Linked DNA regions of Triticum aestivum: all the other regions are linked to region 3. The links are chromatin contacts, called in public Hi-C maps. All regions are on one chromosome and are shown on one strand. Each heading gives the region's core, a stretch centred on a gene start, on an enhancer-like site or on the middle of the called end of the contact. The rest is flanking DNA. Distances are from core to core; before and after follow the strand shown.

Region 1 (3,377 bases), core at 132-2,631, 260 kb before region 3:
GATCGGTCGACCAAGAAACCGGCGATGATGGCCCACGTACCAGTTGCGTCCTATGATCTCCTTGGCGGAGTACCCGGTCATGGTGTAGAAGCCGGCGCTGGCGTAGATGATGGGGATGTCGGGGCGGGTGGCGTCGGAGACGACGAACGTCTGCTGCAGGTTGGACAGCGCGTCCTTGAGCTCCTGCGACACCCGCGGCAGCGCGTCGGACGACCCGCGCCCCTCCATGGACGGCTTGGCGCTGCCCATGCCGGCGCCGCTGCTGCTGCGGCGCCGCTGCTCCGGCTTGGGCCACCACCCCTGCTGCTTGCTGCCGCTGCCTGAACCGCCCGGCTCCTCGACGATCTCCTTCCCGCTGGACAGTGACGGCGGCGTCGGGAGGGTGAAGCTGCTCTCCTCGCCGGACCCGGACCCGGACGGGAACGCCATCCACTTCTCCACTGAGTCGGCTACATCTTTGGAGCTGCCTGCGCCCGCCATGGATCACGTCACGTGCTACGCCGCTGACGAGACTGATTTGATCAGCGGTGCAACTATGGTCGACCAACCATCTGCTGAATTTCTGCACTGGAAAGAAGAAACGCAAAATTCAGGTATCTCGCATGCAGTGTTGTTATGATCTTGTCGTAAAATTCAGCAAACCGTGTCTGGGGAGAACACACACATTTGAGGTGCAACAGGTGAAAAATTGAGCAACCACTTTCTACTGTAGTATAGTGACCAATCAAGGGCTCCAAACAAATCGAACAGGGGAGTTGGATACGAATATTTTAAAGAAAAACACAACCGACTCGTGAGTGGAGATAAGCCAAGAACTACTTCTGAAGTAGGGTACATACGGAACCTGATAGATATAGTACAGTAGAGTGGAACCTACCCCTCACTGTTCCATTATCCAAAGCAGACCAACGAAATAGCGTTGGTAGCTTGGCTACGTCCAGCTCCAGCACGGAATACCGGTGTACAGAGACGGCAAGAACATAAAAGGTAAGCAGCAGGACGACGGACCAAGCATCAAAGGACACAAGTGCACGGCCCAACCAGAAAGAGCAAAAGGCAGAGGAGGATCAACCAACCTTGAGGTGTCAGGTGCGGCGCCTCCCAATGGCAGAGCAGAGCAGATGGATGGATGTAGCTATACAGACGAGGACCTATCTAGCCCGTGCGCGTGCGGAATCAGGTATCAGGTGCTGCTGCTGCGCCTGGAAGTGGAAAGCAGAGCGGCAGCGGAAAAGAATGGCGGGCGTGGCGCAAGGGAGAGGATAATGCAATCCTACCCGTGGTCGACTCACGGATGTCGCCTCGCCCTGGCGCCCCCGTTTTGTGGCCAGCGATGGAGGCACGTACGGACCCCGGCCGGTGCGACACGGGGAGGCGTCGTCGCCAGCGAGCGAGCGAGCGAGGCATCGTGCGGACGCGTTTTGCCCAGGGGTGGGGGTGGTGCTGACGGCGACGGCGACGGCGACGGGGAGATTTTTCGGGGCGGGTGTGCGGCCACGGGAGCGCGCGAGGGGATCCAGTGGATGACGGGCTGCCGGGGAGGTCCGCCTGAGCTTCGCTGTCGCGAGGTTGTTCCCGGGCGGACGAGCGAGTGTGGGACGGCGACGGGCGAGACCAGTGTGGCCGGCTGCTGTGGATAGCTAGGAACAATCGGGTACAAATACGATGGGACGACACGCGTTACAAAATTGCGTGTGCCTTCGAGATCTTCATTTTTAGCGGTAGAGATAGAGATTTAAGAAGAAAGAGTACAGTTTTGTGTATGGATGGGGGAAATTTTCCCGCGTTACAAAACTATGATGATTGCAGATGATTGGGTTGTGCTGGGGGACGACATCCACTAAGCTTCTCTTGTGGACCGTCCGCTCAGCGTGATTAGGAGACGAGAGACAAAACGGGTGCACTGTTCTATGAAAAAGAAAACTGAATGAGATAGCTATCTTCTAACACTTGCAGATCTTTTGCCGATTATCACCTCTAGTACTGTCCGAGAACTACTAAATGCCGCCTTATCTCGTAGTAGTAGTAGTAGGAATTTCAGAATTCTTGAATCACTTTGTACCCTTTATTTATCAGGACGGGTGGCTCCGGGGCAAAGTTGACAAATTTGACCTATAGACGAAATCAAATCACAGAACAAACTATCCGTAAAACTATTTCACGCGGCTGACATTTTTGTGTGACGCCCGACACGAAGGCGCCACACTACACTGTGCAACGCCTCACAGATAGGCGCTACACGGCCAGCGTCGCACACGTGTGATCAGAAAATTACTAAATCAGTGTGCAGCGCCTAGCTCCTAGGCGTTGCACTAGTGCAGCGCCTAGCTCCTAGGCGTTGCACTAGTGCAGCGCCTAGCTCACAGGCGTTGCATTAGTGCAGAGCGCCTGAGAGCTAGGCGCCACAGGTCAGCCGCGTGAAATAGTTTCACAGACAGTTCATTCTGTGATTTGATTTCGTCTATAGGTCAAATTTGTCAAATTTGCCGGCTCCAGGAGCATATACTATGGATGAATTGCAGCGCCTAGCTCCTAGGCGTTGCACTAGTGCAGCGCCTAGCTCACAGGCGTTGCATTAGTGCAGAGCGCCTGAGAGCTAGGCGCCACAGGTCAGCCGCGTGAAATAGTTTCACAGACAGTTCATTCTGTGATTTGATTTCGTCTATAGGTCAAATTTGTCAAATTTGCCGGCTCCAGGAGCATATACTATGGATGAACAGTAAATTCAAAAAAAATTAGTTTTTTTAGATGTTCGTGTTAGTGTCGCAAGCATGCTTGACAAATTTCATGTGAAACGGAACGGTAGTGTTTCGTCAGTGAAAAAAAAATTGGGTGACATTTGGTCTTCAATTTGTTTTTTTGTTTTTTGCACAGGCCAAAAATGCTTAACCTTTTTGCCTCAAAATTTGCAGGTAGCATTTGTATGTGACTAAGATCACATAAAAAAATTATGTTGATTCTTTTGACATTCAAAATTTATTTTTGGGCCTGGGAGCATGTGCTCCCTAGAGCCAAATTGAATTTCCATTATTTTTCATGATACTCATAAGAACTTAAAAAAAAATAGGTGTTGGCACATGCCAGGTTTTTAAAGGAGTAGGAGATTTTGAGCATTGAATACTTTCTGGGTGAAAATCATGCTAATTAACATCATACTATCTACCATGAAGAGAAGATCATGTGGGAAGAAAACTACTGTAGTTGTGTAGGAACTTCCAGATAAGAAGACGGCGTGTGGTATGATCATCCCCCACTAGTAGTGATGCTTGTACCATACGGCGCCGCTACCATCTGGTCAACTGTTTTGCACTCGTGTGATCGGTTGTCGCAAAGAAGGAACAAAGAGGCCAAAACTCATGATGGGAATGAGCTGAGTC
Region 2 (3,380 bases), core at 711-3,210, 280 kb before region 3:
CTATGTCCATTTAAGGATTAATAAGCAACATTACAAATCAATTACTCCTTGCAGTAGTAGAACCTGACGAGATTGCAAAACATTATCAGACTTTCCCTTCTTACCTATTAAGTATGCTGTAGATTGCGATTTTGATAACAAAATACTGCATTGACTAAAAGGTGCAGTCGGCCAGTCACTAAGCAAAACCACACAAAGAAAACTGACTGCAAGATGGAGACAGATGTTACCTTGGATGGCTTGTATGTTCCTCGGCCCATTTGAATCAGAAGGTCTGTGTAACCTTTCTGCAGTAGTGCTTGTTTGAGTTCCTCAGAATCTACCACTTTGACAAGAGCATCGAAACATGTCGTCCCTACTGTGACAAACACCACTCGCCTTTCTCTATCTCCCATTCCTTCTGAAGAGTAAGCTCTGTAGAAAAACAAGTTAGTATCAAGGTTTTTTGATTGTCAAATACAGTCAGAGTCACGACTATAGACTATAGTCGTGATCCAAAAAAAGGTGTGTCCTTTTATAACATTCTTATTTTCAGATCCCACTTGATCAATAGCACAGAACAACTATCATCAAAATAGATTCCTGCCACTAGGTCTCACCGAATCGAGCCACGCATGGCTCGGCGTTCATAGTCACCGACTAGTAGGAGCAAGTCGCCTTCCATATGTGCGGCTCGAATCATAGAAGCAAGCCACAACCGCTACACCGGCAAGTGCGTAGTCGCGGCAATTAAGCGCCAAGCCGCCAACTAATCGGCGACTCAATATCACTTGTTAACATTTAAAAGGGAAACTAAAGGAAACGGATACTACCTCTGATTCAAAATGTAAGTTCTTTAAAATTTAATGCTAGTAAAATGTTTCTAAGTTTAAACATGTATAAACAAAGAATTGCTAGAATCCAAAAAAAAAACTTAACATTGTTAGATTTATCAATACATATACTTGCAATAATGTATAATCATTTTTATGTGTGAGAACATGTTTGCACATAAACTGATGATCAAAAAATAATAATCTTGAAGACCGTGTCAAAGTGTCAATGTCCAAAAACATTTACATATTAGACCGGTGGGAGATGACTTATGCTTGTAAATGGGTTAAGGCACTGAGTTTCCAAGCAAAAGAAGACTATTTATCTATAAGAATGTAAAAAATACTTAACCAAGCAAAAATGTTTATTCCAATTTATATCTCATCCAATGGTTATGTTCCACCTTTGCCTTTCATTTCTTCACATCTTGAACGACCCGACAACACACTTTTATGTGTGTCAATTCGTACAACACTTGCACATGCTCTTTCATCCAATTAGCATCTAACCCACAAGATGTCCCTCGTTAGTGAGGGACTAAAACGTTAACAAGCTGTCCTTCAAGATTTAGATGGCAATTGTCATAATTATTAGTTACTCCCTTAGTTCACAAATATAAGACGTCCTAACTTTTTTGTGAATCGGATGTATGCAGACACGTTCCAGTGTGTTTGTTCACTCATTTCAGTCCGCATGTAGTCCATACTAAAATATCCAAAACATCTTATATTTGTGAACGTAGGGAGTACTACTTTTGTTGCGAAAATAGTTTTGTCAATTATGCTCGACTATGTGCTGTGAATTCCCCATGCTAGTGCTAGAGTTGATACCAAACAAAATCGCGGCACACATGAAACCCTGAAATCGCCCAAATCGGGGAACTAACCAGATACATGGGGCATCAGAATTGGGAGAGGGAAGCTCACCTGAGAGGAACCTCCCTCCCTCGATTCGTGGACGAGGCCGAGCTGGGGTCGAGCGGAAGGCAGGGCGGGACGGGACGGGATCGCGCGGTAGAGGACCTGCGGGGGCGGGAGGAGGACCGGCGGGCGGGGTGGGAGGGTGGAGCTCCGGCGGCGGGCGGAGGGGCGGTCCGAGCGAGCGAAGGAAGCGGGGCGGCGTGCGTCGTTCTGAATGAACTGAACAGAACAGAGGATTGGAATAGTCGGATGTACTCCAAGTCTCCAATCCTCAGACTGCCGTTGATTTTTTTTCTTTTTCTTTTTCTTTTCAGTCGTATGGCCGAGAGGCTCCAGCAATAAAACCTTGTGCAGAATTTAGTGTTGGTATATACTCCCTCTGTCCCAAAATAAGTGAGTAGTATATAAATAAGTAAAATAGTTTACTTGAAATTACCCTGAGTTTTATGGACCTGCTAAGGTACTGGCTTGAATGTTTGACAGAGAAATATATTTTATGTAGAACGAAATAGATTCGAGACCGAGATGCGGCAACAGATTTCTGTATTTTATCGTGTAGAAAATTATTTTCTTTTTAGCTATCAAGGGGATCCAATAAGCCAAATATCCTTAAAATAGGTATTCCCTCCATCCGAAAAAGCTTGGTTTTACAGTAATCTTAATGGTTTCTAATTTATTTATTATTTTGAAAAGGAGGACATCCCCGGCCTCTGCATCGGAAAGATGCATGCGGCCACAATGGTTTGTAAATACAAGCTTTATTGTAAAGAAGCAAATATCAGATCTTTTCAAAGTACATTATCCGTGCCGCGTACATCTTACCATACCATCTCCAGGAAGAGTGAAACTTTACAGGAATAATATCCTATTTACTTAAGCTCCTAATCTAACCAAAAGAATAGCTCATGTACAGGATCTCGAGGCATCTCAAAGTGAAAACACTGAAGGCCACACTTCCTTCTATCACTTCACAGGACTTGCAAGCCTCTTATTTGGTTAAGAACAACCATTCCTACCACATGGACGTCGTGCAAACAGTCCTGCAAAAATCAATAATATCAGTTTACAAACAAGAAAAAACATAAATTAAGAAAAAAAATTACACTGTAAGTAATGTACTTATTTCAGTACGACGGCCTGCTTTGATTACACAAGACCTGCTTTTACTAGGCACAGACCAAGCCTTCGCGTATGATATGTCCACGCATACTCATCCACTTGTTCATACTCGCCCCCGTTTTCTCATTATCCAATTAGAGTTTGACTATTTTAATCATTATAAATGTCAATTATTCATCTTCTTGCAAGTTCGTAACAAAACATTGACAAACATTACTTTTTTTCTCGATAAGGGACAAACATTACTTCACACGGAGAACATGTTGTAAAATTACCTTGCGTCATTTCCACCTTAAAATGTATCAATAACACCTTCCTCGGGCTTCACTTTTGGTTGAGACTCCTTGCCAATCAGCTTCAACGGAACATCAAGCTCCGGGGGACTCTGCAAATCCAAATTTATTTGAACATTAATAACAAACTAAGCTATCATACTCTGAAAGCTTTCTGCAATCAAAAACTTTTAGATCACCATGCAACGTATAAGTGGCCAATAGATGTCTTCAAAAAATGGATGTTCCTTGATAT
Region 3 (3,352 bases), core at 295-2,794:
GCCGGCGGAGTTCAAGTTCGTGAATGCGTCCGTCCGGAGAAAGAAGAAGCCCAAGGAAAAAAAAGGAAAAAACGCTTACAGCACAGGTTTATGTGATCTGTTCCGCCCGATGCCTCACGATACCGTAAATTTGTTTTAGAAGGGCATGTGTACTGTTTTTCTACAGGTGGTGCTTTACGGGCTCTGCCGCTAGAGATGCTCTTACCCATGCACTGTTCCCCTCAAGGAAAAAAAAAACGCATGCATTGTTGTTTGTTGGATAAAGGGTCCGGCCAGTACTTGGAATTCCCTAGTACGGACTGGTTGTGCCAATCGCAGCTAGGACATTTTTGCCACGAGGTCCTTGTCAATTAAAAAATAGCGAGAATATAACTTGGATATCCATTCATGTGTCTTGCTAATCATTGTTCATTGACCAACGAAGATACAAATCTACATCTCTTTTTTCCTTAAAATATATAACAGATACAGACTGTATTGGAACCACTAGGTTTTCTCAAACAAATATGTTGAGGCACAAGCATGAACGTGAACTCATGCTTACTTTTATAAAGAAACTGCTTTTATAAATAGAAACATAATAAACATATTCTTTATTCCTTTGTGCAGTGCTTTCGCAGGAGCACAACATACCATGGAAAAGGTTGGCTCGAAAGAATGCTCACATACACACATACCTATAAATGCATGCATACACACTCTATTTCTATGAACATCTCCGAGAGACCGAGGTGAAATATCATCTTAAGATTAACGAAGTTATCACAGCCGCTTCGTACCTTCCACCAAAGGAAATCAACAAAAAGACTAAAATCAATTCAAAAAAATACGAGCATTATTGCAAAGGTTAGTACTTGAACCCCGGTGAGCTAGTTCCAGTAGAAGGAAGCCAAATGGCCATTTGAGATACGCTGAATTCACTATTTGTAGGCTTTCATTGGGTTTGAGAAGTCAGGAAGTGTACAAGGACTACCTTGAAACAAAACCATGTCAATTATTTTTGAACTTATGGAATTGTATTTTACAGGATTACACATTGTTTCCTTAACTAAACTGAATAAATGACTTTGGCATGTAACTGTTGGACATGGCACTATAAAACTGAAATTCAAGTTCCTCAAAGTTACTGAACCACACGTTATAAAAAGAAGAGTTACTGAACCACAATTTATTCATATCTGACACAGTCTCGCCGTGGCAGCGGTAGAAAGCTTGCCTTGTTAAAAGCGAACGGTACGGAGCTGGATCCCTCTGAAGATAGGCCTATCAGCAACCGAAATTGTTAATAAATCAAGCATGAAGCACGCCGTTTCCTTCCGTTTCTTGCCCCAGCAACGTGAATCATGGCACTGCAGCAGTGCAAGCAACGGAGAGAAGTGCTGTACGTAGCGTAGAGAGGACACCAAGTAGAATTTCCGTTCCGTTTTACAACGCGTGCAGAACCCCCGAATAAAGACCGCGTCAGGTCAGAGAGAGAAACACGCCCTGATTCGCCGCACCTTTCACGCATTCCGATGCCCATAAATGCTGCCGATTCTGTGCCATCTCCCCCCACACGCTCCACCTCCACTTCCCATTTCCCGCCGCCTCCTTTCCTAAAAATCTACACAAAGATTCGTAGCAAAACTCCCAAATCCCCCACCTCCCGTTTCCCCACCCCAATCCCCTCCAAGAAACCCTCGCCCCCCTCGCCTCGCCGCCATGGGCAGCGCCGCCTCGCCGCCGCGGGCCCTCGACGCGGCGACGCAGGAGGACCTCAAGCGCGTCTCCGCGCACCGCGCCGTCGACATGGTGGAGTCCGGCATGACGCTGGGGCTCGGCACCGGCTCCACGGCCGCGCACGCGCTCGACCGCCTCGGCGACCTCCTCCGCACCGGCGCGCTGCGCGCGGTCGCCGGGGTGCCCACCTCCCTCAAGACGGAGGCGCACGCCGCGCGCGTCGGGATCCCCATGCTCGCGCTCGCCGACGCCGCCGAGATCCACCTCTCCATCGACGGCGCCGACGAGGTCGACCCGGACCTCAACCTCGTCAAGGGCCGCGGCGGCTCGCTCCTCCGCGAGAAGATGATCGAGGGCGCCGGCGCCCGCTTCGTCGTCATCGTCGACGAGTCCAAGCTCGTCCCCCGCCTCGGCTGCACGGGCGCCGTGCCCGTCGAGGTCGTCCCCTTCGGCAGCGCCTACACGCTCGGCCTCATCCGCAAGGTGTTCGACAAATTGCCGGGCTTCCACGCCAGGCTCAGGACCGTCAAGTCCAAGGCCAGCGACCGCCAGGAGGAGCTCTTTCTCACCGACAACGGCAACCACATCGTCGAGATGTTCTTCGAGGACGGCATACACGGCAACCTGCGCGACATCAGCGACAGCCTGCTGCGCATCACGGGCGTCGTCGAGCACGGCATGTTCCTCGGCATGGCCACCAAGGTGATTGTCGCCAAGAAGGACGGCACCGTGGCGGTCCTCAGCAAGAAGTAGCCGCCTGGGGAAGAGTCTGCAGAGGAGATGACAATAAGCCAAGATTGAAGCTGTTCTTGCTCCTGCGGTGAACTTGCTCTACGTTACTGTTACAGCGTTTCCTCCTATTCATGGGTAATGCGATGGTGCCCAGCTTAATGTGGTGAAGCTAATAAATTTTGGACTTCGCTCCATAATGTTATCAAGTCAGTTTTGTTCATTGCTCGCCTCCCAATTTTGACTCCTTGTTTAGGCATATATACTTTGGCTTACATCAGCTGTCCGTTCCCTCCCGATTCAGTGATAGTAGCCATGTGCCTGTGTTTTGTGTTCACCAATCCATGACATGAAATGGATTGGCTACGGTCCAGTAGGGTCCAAATCAGTAGTCTCAACTAGGCATGGATAGAATGTGCATGCCAGTTTTCTTTTTTAAGTTTAATGGTCCGATTCAGTGCACCGGATTTCTAGACATCCGTTTGTATGGAGACACTTTCTTTTGCCACTTTTTTCTTCCTTTCTCCCATCCAAATGCGCCACTCTTTTTGGCACTTATTTGCATGGACAATAGTGTTTCGCTTTTAACACAAGCAGAGAAAAAAGAAACCTAGTGCAAACAAAGCACCTCTAAGAACATCTCGAGAATGTACTGTAAAAACTAGTGGAGATTTAGGCCTCCACGAATTAGATAGGGTTGGTGCTAGATTTACCTGGACCAACCGCCAGGCGGACCCGACTCGCTCCGTCCTGGACTGCGTCATGGTCTCCCCGGAATGGGAGCTGCGATGCCCTCTAGCGTCGCTTCGCGCGATCACCCGAATCAGTTCTGACCATGTGCCCCTGCTTCTCTCTTCTGAGAACGACCGTCCTCCTCAACCTCCTCGTTTCTGGTTTGAGGAAT

Evidence for each region. A called contact is a pair of places that touch in the nucleus more often than the background predicts.
Region 1: a contact with region 3 is called in a Hi-C map of leaf, with 4 times the contacts expected there. The contact joins the promoter of LOC123053040 here to the promoter of LOC123053042 in region 3. A contact is called at or near these places in 4 of 5 Hi-C or Micro-C datasets (leaf and an unstated tissue).
Region 2: a Hi-C map of leaf shows a contact between it and region 3, with 5 times the contacts expected there. The contact joins the promoter of LOC123053041 here to the promoter of LOC123053042 in region 3. A contact is called at or near these places in 2 of 5 Hi-C or Micro-C datasets (both in leaf).

The regions. Positions count from the first base shown.
Region 1 is chr2D:337,622,391-337,625,767 of IWGSC CS RefSeq v2.1, forward strand. It overlaps LOC123053040 (phototropin-2), which reads right to left and starts at 1,382. Exons shown (of 24, transcript XM_044476415.1): 1 at 1,077-1,382; 2 at 41-567. The coding sequence starts at 480.
Region 2 is chr2D:337,601,547-337,604,926 of IWGSC CS RefSeq v2.1, forward strand. LOC123053041 (UDP-N-acetylglucosamine transferase subunit ALG13 homolog) reads right to left here and starts at 1,961. Exons shown (of 4, transcript XM_044476419.1): 1 at 1,740-1,961; 2 at 231-414. The coding sequence starts at 395. It overlaps LOC123053040 (phototropin-2), which reads right to left. Exons shown (of 24, transcript XM_044476415.1): 22 at 3,325-3,380; 23 at 3,128-3,237; 24 at 2,473-2,773. The coding sequence ends at 3,145.
Region 3 is chr2D:337,886,334-337,889,685 of IWGSC CS RefSeq v2.1, forward strand. LOC123053042 (probable ribose-5-phosphate isomerase 2) reads left to right here and starts at 1,545. Exons shown (of 1, transcript XM_044476420.1): 1 at 1,545-2,671. The coding sequence starts at 1,702. The coding sequence ends at 2,472.